3 separate regions of the Mus musculus genome follow, and all the other regions are linked to region 3. Evidence: chromatin contacts called from public HiChIP or PLAC-seq and Micro-C data. All regions are on one chromosome and are shown on one strand. Each heading gives the region's core, a stretch centred on a gene start, on an enhancer-like site or on the middle of the called end of the contact. The rest is flanking DNA. Distances are from core to core; before and after follow the strand shown.

Region 1 (3,948 bases), core at 485-2,984, 160 kb after region 3:
ATTAATATTTGTTTTCTCATGCAGCCAAAGAAGTGAGTTTGTTACTTAGGTAGTTTGGTGTTTGTGGTAAGAGACTAAGCTTGAGTGTAGAGAAGGCTAGAATCCATGTTCACAAACTAAAGCCAAAAGTTACCACAGCTAGCAGTGCTGGACCAGAGAACCCTCCACTTGGACAGTTGCTTCTAATGAGTCACAGTCAAGACAGTGTTGTCTCCCACATCAACCAAGGCAACATTAGACACAGCGGCAATTAACTGGTCTCATTTGAAGCCAGAATATAACCTAAGGGAGAAATTACAGTTCGTTTGGATAGCTGCACTTCATTGTTTAAAACATAAAAATTCCTAAATGTGCTTTTTTAGAATGCTCCCATCCAGTTGTTTTTACATCAACAAAAAGCCTCATTGGAAACAAAGCTGGAAGTTACCCTGCCGTGGCAAATTGAAGATGACTGGTGGGAAGTTAGCTAAGATCCTGCCTCCCTCTGCAAAGGTCCCGAAAGGAACCTGGGTGTTCCTTTCCAGTGGCTTTATACACAAAACTTTTTGGGAACAAAACCCATCTTGGGTGCACAGATAAGAAAACAAGGCGACTGTTTTCTAAGAGTCTCACATCCAGCCTGAGTACTTATCAAACAGGAAGCTTTCAGAGGCTACTATCACAGGGCCAGCTGTTGTAGGGGCTTGGAATCAGATGTCCCTCACTTGTTTGCAGCCATCACATGATAGAGCTAGAAGGACATTGTTCCTAATAAAGAAATTTTCAAATTTATATTACTGTCTTTAGATCCACGGTGTCTGACACATAACAGGTATAGCACACAATAAATGTTTGCTTTTAAACGTCGCCATTTTCTCTTTGTGAAAGACACACTTGAATTTAACTTCTAGTGGATCCCATCTCAAACTACTCAATATAAAGTATTCTACCTTGGTAGTTCTCGCTCCAGAATTCTAGGAGTAGGACTGTAGTACAAAAGAGCGATTATAGAGCAGAAAAGTAAACTTTTTTGATTGAGCTAGTGGGAGAAAATCAACATTGTTTGAAATTTGTATTGCTGTTTGGTGGTCGTGGGGTTCTTCACAGCTTTTTAATATTCCCTAACTCAAAGATGGTAAAGTATGAAAGACAGACAACATACCGACTCACAAAGGGTGCGACCTTTGTGGGGAGATGCCCCTGGTCTCAGTGGCTAGCCACCAGCCAGAGAAACCTGAGTGCTAGGCCTTTAGGTATTGCTCCATCCCACCGTGCCTTCACACTTCGGATGGAAACACAGGTATCAGAGATTCTCAGTGCCTCGTTCTTTTCTGTCGCCTCATAACTCTGTGGATGGAAATTTTATTACCCCATTTCACAGCTGTGATAACTGGCTCAGAGGGGTGAAGCAATTTGTATAATATCACAGAGGTGCTGATCAGCAGCTCTGAGTCCCAACCGGCTTCTCTGGGCTCTTGGATAACTAATGTGTGTTTTCTAGTAAAAAATCTTAGCCTCTTGTAAAAGTCCAAGAAGCTTCGTAACTAAGAGAGGTAATGGCCTGCACAGTTTGTACTTCTGATACAAACCAAACCACGGCTGAAAGAGACAAAGCCGGAGCCAAAAACAATGATTCACTGCCTACCTTGTGAAAGACACTAGTAATTCTGGGTCAAAGTCTAATGAACGGATGTGCGCATAGCAATTAGCTGTGCGGGCACCCTGGCTAGCAATCTTGGCAGAACAGCTCTGATTGTCATAGTAACTGGACTCTTCTCTGCCCTGCAGGAGAATTCCACGTGGCTGATGCAGGATAGAGCAGCCTATCAAGGGCTCCCCTTTCTCCCTGAAGCTGGAATTCTGCCCCTTAACACTTCCTGCAAGAAATAATTCAGGGAGGGTCAGATGGGATGACAAATACAGGGACATCACTGGTCAATCATTTCAACCACTGTGAAATGTCTGATAACAGCTCACAATGCCAAAAACGGTGAGGAAGTTGACTCAGCCAGTCAAGTGTTTGCCATATATGAGGACCTGAGTTCGAGCCCCCAGAACCCATGTAAGACCACATACTTATGGGAGGTGGAAATAGGCAGGTCCCTGGGGCTTACTGGCCAACCAGCTTAGCCAAAACAGCAAGCTCAGGGTTCAGTACAAGACTCTGTATCAAATTAAAAAAAAAAAAAGTAGGTGGTGATTGAAAACAACTGACATTCACCTCAAATTTCCATATCCATGTTCACACACATGCATATACATACCTACATGTACACACGCACACACACACACACACCTTAAAACGGACCAGGTAAAATCAACTCTGTTCATTTCCTTCTCTCCACTAAGAAGACTCATCACTTATAACCAAGGAGAGTAATATCAGTGAAACCTCCAACACGTCCCATTACTACACTGCTTCAGTTCAAAACCTTAAAGAACGGGACAAAGCATTATTACCCTAATTAGCAGTCTCCTTGAGTCACCTACTGTATATATATGTCTAAGAAGACAAGAGGTAGGAAACAAAAATTGACAGAATGACTAATACAAGCTGAGCATTTTATTTCAATCGCACAACTCTAAGCTCTATGTATCACCTCGATTTTGTAAGAAGCAAACCAGGGTTCAGAGAAAAAAACCAGCCCTCTGTCTCACAGACAGTGTGGCTTCAAAGCCAGGCCTCTCCAACTCTAAAACCTTCGGTCTTTTTGTTCTCAAAGTTCACTTGCATTTACTTTGTTCCAAATGCATCTACATTTAGAATCACTGTGTGTTACAGTCAGCATTCCATGACTATGATAAACTACCTGAGGTCATTAATTTTTTTTTTAAAAGAAAGGGTTTGAGGGATGGAGAGATGACTCAGTGGTTATGAGGAGTTGCTGTTCTTGCAGAGTTCCCAGCACCCATACAACAGATCAAAACTATTTGTAATGCCAGTTCTGGGGAAGCTGACACCCTCTTCTACTCTCCATTGTCCTAGGCAGGCACATGATGCACATGGAAGCATGCAAGCAAAATGCTCAGACACACAAAATAAAAATAAATAAACTTCCTTTTTAAATAAAGATTTATTTATTTATTTATTTATTTATTATATGTAAGTACACTGTAGCTGTCTTCAGACACCCTAGAAAAGGGAATCAGATCTCATTACAGATGGTTGTGAGTCACCATGTGGTTGCTGGGATTTGAACTCAGGACCATCGTAAGAGCAGTTAGTGCTCTTAACCACCAAGCCATCTTTCCAGCCCAAATTTCTATTTTAAAAACAGGAAAAAATTTGAGTTTGTCTCACACTTTTGGAGGTTTTATCATTGATTTGGCCTACTGCTTTGGGGTCTGTGGTAAAACAGGGGCATACGCAAAACCCACCACCTCCTGGAAAGAAAGAGAGAGGGAAGGGGGCCAAGGGTCTCAGTATTCCCTCAAGGGCATTCCCCCTGTGACCAGAAGAACTCACACTAGGCTCCACTTAAAGACTCTCCCTCAGTCTCCTCCCAATAGCACCATGGATTGGCAACCAAGCCTTTCACACAGTTGCCTGATGAGGACCCTTACCAAACCCCTAACAGCTGTCAATACATAAATTTAAAAACAAACAAACAAACTGAAGTTTACAGTGATGGGGACCCAAGTAATTAGAATCTTGAATTCAGTTCCCCCTCTCCCATCTCTATACCCTGTCAGCCACCGTCATGTTATTGATGTAGGTCAGATAAGCAAATAGTGACAAAGCGTAGGCTTTATGATAGATTGACCCTCGAGCTGCATCAAAAGGTGAGCTAGTTCACTCACTAGGTTTATCCCTAAGTTATTCCATTATGCTGCTGTAAGAGAGATGGCTGATCCAAGTTCCCTGGCATTGTGAGATTCTAAATCATTGAAGAGAGAGTCAGTGATGGTCACAATATCCGGCTTATGAAGGGGAATGTGCTGATGGATCTGCAAGAGTTCTTGGTGAAA
Region 2 (3,576 bases), core at 1,018-3,517, 230 kb after region 3:
CAAACTCCGGTGTGAACGCACTTTGGAGAGGGCAGAGAGGAACATGCTCACTGGCCTCAGCACCTGATTCTGTCCTAACAACTGTCTCACACCTGACTTCTGACCCACACTGGGTGTCTCTCCTCTCTGTTCCCCTCCATGCCAACACTCCCTACCCAGGCCAGGTTCCAGAATCTTCTTCCCTTCCCTTTCCCCTGCTCTGCCATCCTTCTGCCCCCGAAGAGAGGAAATGCTGATGTGGGTAAGTAAAGAAAGAGGAATTTGTACTAGACAATCTGAGCTGCAGTTAAGACATTTTAAAGGGTTGTTCCCCTCCATCTCTCTGCATGCATATGTGAATGTCTATACCTGTCCCGTTTTTCTTTCCCCTCCCATGACTCTACTTTTTCCTGGTGGTTTTCCTCAGGGACACCCTGATTCAGAAAGAATCTATGTTGTCCTTTGTCTCACGCTGCCTCTCAGTACAGTGGTGGCCAAAACTTGGCAAGAACTGGTGCCTTGAGCCTTGCATCCATTTCAGCCAAGCCAAATTTCAAAATCTGAGCGCTAGGTGGAATTCTGATGAATATAATAGCGCTGCTGCTCGGTCACTAAGGTTTAGAATAGTTATTCATGTAACGAAGATCAACCAACCAAATGTTTTCTTATATGCCCCAGTACAGGGGAACGCCAGGGCCAAAAAGGGGCAGTGGGTGGGTAGGGGATTGATGGGGTGGGTATGGGGGACCTTTGGGATAGCATTGAAAATGTAAACGAGGAAAATACCTAATTAAAAAAAAATTCGTTAAAAAAAAAAAAAGTCAGCCTTCCCCAACAACCAAACAATGAGATGCTAAGGTATGACAGTTAGGTGTGGGTCTGGATGCAAACAAGTCAGAGAGGCAGCAAGGACTCTAATGACCAAAGACTCTGCCTGTGCACAGGGCCTTTGCAGGGCCTGCTCTGCCTCCAGGAAGTCATCCACAGTCTGAGTCTGAAGGAGCTAGCACTGAAGATATCACTTCCCTGTTCTGGGATTGGGACTGAGGAAGCAGACTGTGCCCTTGTGGAACTCAAAGTTTAGATCCCAGGCCAAATGCCACCACCTCAGCTGTTGGCTCCGGTATGATACAGGATCAGCAAGACAGAGGCAATGAAGAGACACAGACAGCCACAATACAGTATTCTGAGGTATTCTGGTATTCTGTCTGTACTTCACAACTTCACCAAGTGTGTCTGCAGAAATATTATCAGAAAGGTATGGTCTTAAACTCACCATAGGTCACGAATGGAGAGAACATACAAAAGGCCACTAGAGAACTCTGAACAAGTTTTGTGTTTTCTGTAACTAAGTCATCGCATCAGTAGACGAGCTGGCTACTTGTCAATGCTCCCTCTTCTTTCCCGTAGGTCCACAGCTACTTTATACTTCAGCCTCCTTCTCTATAATAGCACCATGTGACTGAGTTTTGGCCAATGGAATAAGGGCAAATATAACATAGTCCAGCCTATGTCTGGTCCATTCAAACCTTCATGATCTTCTCCACTCTCTGTGTTGTTCCTATTGAAAAAGCTGAATAGAAAAAAAAAATCTCCTTTGATGGGCTTTGTAGGGGCAAGAATTAACCTTCTCCTTAGTTAAATAATAGTATATATCTATAATATTATACTATAATATAAATAAATAGTATTAAATAACTGGGATTTGGTGGTATATCTGATTATAGCCACTAGCATTATTTGCTTCAATAATACAAGCATACACCTTTCAATCTAATGGTTACTATTTTAATGGTTCTCAAGCACACTGAAGTTTACAGGCCAAGCAATTGTGACAGAGTGTAGTGAATGTAGGGTGATTCTCAGAAAGATGACACTTAAGATCCAGGGCTGAAAGGATGTGTCTCATTAACACACAACCAAGTTCAAGATGGGAGACAGAGAAATGGCAAGATTCCAGAATACACTGGTAAGGCTCTATCTGTGGTTGCATAGTGCCAAGAACCTGCACAAAGTAAACATGTTGAGTTGGATTAAAGGTGCTAAGAATGCAAAGAAAGTGGCAGCATCATGTGTGTCCAACATGGAGCACAGAACTGGATGACAGCCACTATCTTCCTGATGGACACTCAAAAACGCACGGTAGAGTTGGATCACTCCATTAACATCAGCAGCCATTACACACTTCCTTCTGCCAAAGACAAAGTGCCCGGCCCATTCTTCCCCATCCTGCTGGTGACTTCATCTTTCAGAGGTACAGGAAACCACCTGTTATATGTCCTGGGTCTGATTCTGCAAAGCAAGAATGTGGTTGGTGATCGGATGTCACAGGAAGTGACTGTGTCCCTTGGAGACTGCTGCAGAAGAAAGAAACCTGTAAAGTGTTGGTCACACAAGTGTGGACTTAGTTATTTCAGAGAAAAGTTAAATATGGCTGGATATTCTGAAGATCACTGAAGGTTTCAGCGGTTTTTAAAGTATGAAATTCTGGGTATCCTATTTATGACAAGATATGTGGAAAAACATTTGAAGACATCAGTGATTCTTCACAAAAGCCCTACATTACTTAGACTTAAAAGCTCCTGGTGAAGAAGGAAAGGAGGGGAGGAAGGAGGAAAGGAGGGAGAGAAGGAAGGAGGGGAGGAGAGAGGGGATGAGGGAGGGAGATGCACAAAATCAAGAATCAATACCAAAAGTAAAGGCTTGGGAGAGTACAAAGGGCCCATGTTTTTCTGAATTCTGTAAAAATTATATCAGAAAATCAAAATTTTCAAAGTTACTCCACAGATTCTAAGGGCAACTAATGCTCAACTCAGTGGTGTTTCTGTTATCTTGATTACTTCTCAGAAGGTGGATGCATTGTTATATGGGACAAGTTAGTGTCATCTCAGCAGGTGACAAAAACAGATACTCTGCTTCTGCTTCCAGAGTTTCCATCATAAAAATGAAACATGGAGCTTGGGATGAGGGAGTTCACATGATTATAAGGAAGAAAGAGCCAGAGGAGAGGTTTTTGGGTTTCCTGGTGTGTGTTTGTTTTGTTGGTTGGGTTGGGTTGGAGGTGTTTTGTTGTTCTGGCTTTTGTTTTCTGAACTAGAGACAGAGCATGGAACCCAGGGCCTCGTACTTTACCACTGAGTCAAATTAATGTTTGGGCTCAAAACTAGTTCAAGAAAGTGGACCAGCACATACTTGGCAATATCTTCCCTAGATCCCACTAAAATACAATAATAAGTGTCTAGAAATATAGTCCAAGTAAATACTTGGGTCCTACATTATAGCTTCAAAATAGTGCTTGCTCATTGAAAACCTTCTGGTTGGGAGTGCATTCCCCTGGGCCCATGATAGACTCTTTCCCATCACCATCTGTGTTCTCTGCCTTCAGGAAATCAATTCCCTCCTCCATTCTCCCCTCCTCTGACTCCTTCTCCTCTTGTCTTTGCCACCTCTTTCCCCCTTTCTTCCTTGTTTATATGTTTTTCAGTTCCCTTTCATTCTACTCTGTCTCTGATTTCCTATACCACTCTAAATAATAATAAATAAACAAGATGATGATGATGATGGTGATACAAGAACAAAGGAAATCCTCCCAAAGCT
Region 3 (3,983 bases), core at 1,155-3,654:
AGAGCTGCCCATCACTTGCATCTCAGCCTTCACCTCATCCTAGGGCTTGCACACATGACCTATGTTGTGCCACAGGCACCCCACTCCTAGATGCCCACTTAGAAGCTTGTGAAATGAGGAAAAAGGTGTGTTTGTACTCTCACCATAACGATTAACAACATCTCAAGTAAGGGCTCCATGGCAGTGGCTGAAGTCCAGGGCCCTGTCTCAAAGACAGCGTGCCTGGCAGCTCACATGACCAGACAAGCTCCAGGGGCCCCTGCACGCACTGTTCCTGCCTGCCAGGCACCATGGCCCTGGCAGTGACTCAAGGAGTGACTCAGATCCCATTCTTTGACTTACAGCTAGAAATCTGGATTCCTCAAGACATGGATAAGAACAACTTGTAATCCCTCATCAAAACACTTGCTTGAAGATGGGAAATTTGTAATAGAATTCTGCACTATCTACCATCTCTTTATGCTATTAGGAATCTGGAAACAGTATCTCCAAATTCCGGGTCTTGTCAGTAGCCCTCTTAGACCCTTATCTCTTTGCCTAACATAGAAGTAGAATGTTATATCAACAAAAAAAAAAAAAAAAAAAAAAAGAACACAGGTTTTAGAATCTTGTGACTGGGCACTAGAAGAATGACTTCAACATTTCATACTTGAGTGATCTGGGTAAGTTACTTAGCTTATCTGAGCCCATTTCTAACATATGATTTTGAGATATTTAAGCCGATCCTGGGGAAATTGTGAAGTCAAATGAAATCATTGGTGCAAAAATCTTCACCTAGTGTCAAATATGCCTATTGCCAAATATACTCAAGCAAGTATGCATTGGCTTCCTAATTGATAACACTGATAAACACAGGCCATTTGCAGCCTTACATAACCTCAGCCTGGTCCAGTCCTGTTTAGAGTCTTCTTGCTGACCATGATTCTTCCAAGCCCCTGGCACTGTCAAGTGTGTCACTAATAAGTGTCATTTGGGTGCCAGATGGGCCTGCCTGTAGGTGCTTCTTTGGGCTGAATGCTTTTCTTTTAGCTCGATCTTTTGCTTGTTATGAGTCATTGGAACCTTAGCCTGGCACCTCAAGTTTTGACAGTAATATATTCTTGTAGATAATTTGTAAAGTATAGAGAATGCAAGGCAGAGGCAATAACACACACTTTTGACAGCTAAAAGCATCCAAAGGGATGTCTATTCAAACACTCTAATGCCCCAAATGAGCAAAATGAAGTGGAAAGGTACAAAGACAGCCCCCACCCACCTACATCACTATTTCCTATGCCAACCAGGCTGTCACTCAGGACTCACAGATGCTGGCTGCCATCACTCAAGCCACAGTCCTGGCTCTACCCTGAGCCTCATGACTCTAGTATAGCACCTACATGTCCAAAGACTGAAGTGCTACCAGACCCTAGTCTCCAAAGCATGTTCCTCCTGTGACAAGCATCAAATTTTAAGAAGCAAAAGAGCTTTGAGGATGTCCTATGGGATCCTTCCAAGGAAAGGTTCCAGTCCCTCCCTCTAAGAAGCTTACTACTCAATGGGGAGAATAAAGACTGACAGAGTCACGGGAAGCTCCAAAAGGATCCTGGAGTGAGGTACAACTCCAACCACTGCAGCAGAAAGCACTGAAGCCTTTCAGGGATGGTAACGTGTGCATTGGGCATAAAGGGTCATGAAGTTTTCCAAAGAGAGAGAGAGAAGCGTTCCAAAGCACAAAGGCAGGTACATAGAAGAAGCATGGTGCAGACTGGTGCATAGCATGTCTCGCTGGGGACAGAGAGTGGTTATCAGCCATAACAAAGCCCATGTGGCAAAAAGGAAGAAAAGATAAGACACAACACTGAATTAGCAGATTACAGGTAGATTAGGAAAGTCTACCAAGCTGTGTTAAGAAGGGAAAGCTTTTCCCTCTGTAGTATGGGGAGCCATCAAAAGTGCAAAGAGAAAGGAAAACAGCTGAGTTTAGAAATGACTAAGTGGAAGGAAGACAGGAGGGGTCAGAGAGGCCAGTTAAGTGATCTCTGCAATGGCCAGAAAGCAAAACAGGACCATCAGAATGCAGATGTGAAGACAAGGAAGGAGAGAACTTCTGGAGTGGCCATCAGACCATCAGAGGGCACTGGTAATCAGACATGACCATATCTCTAAGAGCTGGGAACACAGATACCTCTGGAGCTGTTCTGAGTCGAAAACGAAGATGACAAAGAATAAAAGAGTCTATCTGTTAACAAGTGTCTTCCAGGGGGAGCAGTCCATTCTCCACGCACCAGTTCATCTTGCAACTAAGACTCAGCAGACCAGTGCCCCATGGGCTATCCCCAAAAGCTCTGCATGCCGATTTACACAGGCAATAAATTCAGAAAAACACCAGAGGGCACAATAATCACTAAATGGCACATGGGAACTCTCAATTAGACCAACCCTTCCGATCTGGTTTCCTCCTGGGCTGAGTTCAGGGGTAAGAAGGAGGACACACTCCTCTGTACCATGTGATAGAAACCAGTCTAAACCAGTGACAGTCTTCTAGATTTGAGGTCAAACCCAAAGGCCGCTGCCCTACTCAAAGAGAATCTCTCTAGAATGCAGCTTCACTCTCTCTCTGGCCAAAGTCTCCCCTTCAGTCCAGTGGAAGTGTGCCCAGAATGTTCTAACAGGAAATGCCAAGAGTGCTTTCTGCAGTAGCTACCTGAGAAACACATGGATCCAAGTTTTTAAACAAAGAAAAGGTGAAGAGGTAAGAAAAGGCAGACAGCTAATAAACTATAATTATTATATGGTAGTATTATCTGGAATGTATAAATATGAACTTAAATGATATGTATGGATCTCTGGGATTTAACCACAAAAACAACAAAACAATAAAAGCAATATATGTGTCATTGATTTAAATATATATTTATATGATAATCAATGTAAACTTATATACATATAAATAATATGAATAATGGTTTTGAGATTATATACAGGTAGTAAAAGTATATAATAACACAGGGCTGTAAGCCAAGGACACTCCCAAAATCATGTGGCTAATTAGCTGGCTTCTCAGGCTTCCTCCTAATTGACACTCCCTAATAGCAAAAGCTGTACAAAGAAGGTTTTAGACTTTGGAAATAGTTCAGTCAGTCAAGTACTTGCTGCATAAGAATGAGGGTCTGAGTTCAATACCCAGCAAGCAAAGAGCCTGCCATCAGGGCTGGAGAGATGGATGACTCAGCAGTTAAGAACACTGGCTGATCTTCCAGAGGACTCAGGTTTGATTTCCAATGTCCACATGGTGGCTGACAACTATCTATAACTCCAGTTCCAGAGGATCCAATGCACTCTTCTGGCCTCTTTGGACACAGCACATACATGGTGCAGAGACATACATACAGGCAAAATACCCATACTGTAAAATAAAGGAAACTAAAAATAAAGGAAAAGAAACATTTTTAAACAAGTTATATGAGGATATGCCTATAATCCCAAAACTATACAAAGATAGGTGAACCCCTGAGACTTGCTGGTCAGCCAGCCTAGCTGAATCTATGAGGCTCCAGTCCATGTAAGAAACCTTGTCTCAAAAGACAATGACATAGGAGGTTAACCTCTGGAATACACACACACACACACACACACACACACACACACACACACACATGCTCTCACACACTTATACATACACTCACACACACACTCTCACATGTATATACACATATACAAGCACACTGACACACACACATATACACTCTCACACATAATACACACATACACATTCTCACATATACACACTCACACATATTCACAGAAGATTTCGTCAGTCTCTCCTGATAATATGATATGATCCAACATATCAGAGAAGTCATAATCTTCTCTGGTATGTTGGATCTCTACAGTCAAAATCTATATGAAGTTTTGTTTAAATAAATTTTATGGGAGCAGAACTGCTTGAAATAATCACATGCATCCTATCAGATTACCACAGTCTAAGGTTGGTCTTTGATAAC

Evidence for each region. Hi-C and Micro-C count contacts between places; a contact is called where the count stands out from the background. HiChIP or PLAC-seq counts read pairs in DNA pulled down with a chosen protein or histone mark.
Region 1: a Micro-C map of muscle stem cells shows a contact between it and region 3, with 6 times the contacts expected there. The contact joins two enhancer-like sites. A contact is called at or near these places in 1 of 15 datasets of contacts at CTCF or cohesin (CD8 T cells), 4 of 484 Hi-C or Micro-C datasets (CD4 T cells, the N1E-115 cell line, muscle stem cells and 1 more) and 5 of 115 datasets of contacts at active chromatin or transcription factors (the HPC-7 cell line, fibro-adipogenic progenitors, large pre-B cells and 2 more).
Region 2: a contact with region 3 is called in a BATF HiChIP or PLAC-seq map of CD8 T cells, with 6 read pairs. The contact joins two enhancer-like sites. A contact is called at or near these places in 2 of 15 datasets of contacts at CTCF or cohesin (the NIH/3T3 cell line and large pre-B cells), 1 of 484 Hi-C or Micro-C datasets (bone marrow-derived macrophages) and 2 of 115 datasets of contacts at active chromatin or transcription factors (CD8 T cells and cardiomyocytes).

What each region holds. Positions count from the first base shown.
Region 1 is chr3:109,305,362-109,309,309 of GRCm38.p6, reverse strand. No RefSeq gene overlaps it. Among named protein-coding and RNA genes, the nearest start is that of Vav3, 33 kb to the left of the region's middle. Within about 2 kb of position 1,734, at least 43 of the 459 cell types and tissues checked have an H3K27ac peak or open chromatin away from gene starts, as enhancers often do. A contact at or near this core is called in muscle stem cells, where this site is marked.
Region 2 is chr3:109,235,797-109,239,372 of GRCm38.p6, reverse strand. No RefSeq gene overlaps it. Among named protein-coding and RNA genes, the nearest start is that of Vav3, 100 kb to the left of the region's middle. Within about 2 kb of position 2,267, at least 15 of the 459 cell types and tissues checked have an H3K27ac peak or open chromatin away from gene starts, as enhancers often do. A contact at or near this core is called in CD8 T cells and bone marrow-derived macrophages, where this site is marked.
Region 3 is chr3:109,465,957-109,469,939 of GRCm38.p6, reverse strand. All of the region lies in intron 2 of Vav3 (vav 3 oncogene), which reads right to left. Among named protein-coding and RNA genes, the nearest start is that of Vav3, 130 kb to the right of the region's middle. Within about 2 kb of position 2,404, at least 35 of the 459 cell types and tissues checked have an H3K27ac peak or open chromatin away from gene starts, as enhancers often do. A contact at or near this core is called in CD8 T cells, bone marrow-derived macrophages and muscle stem cells, where this site is marked.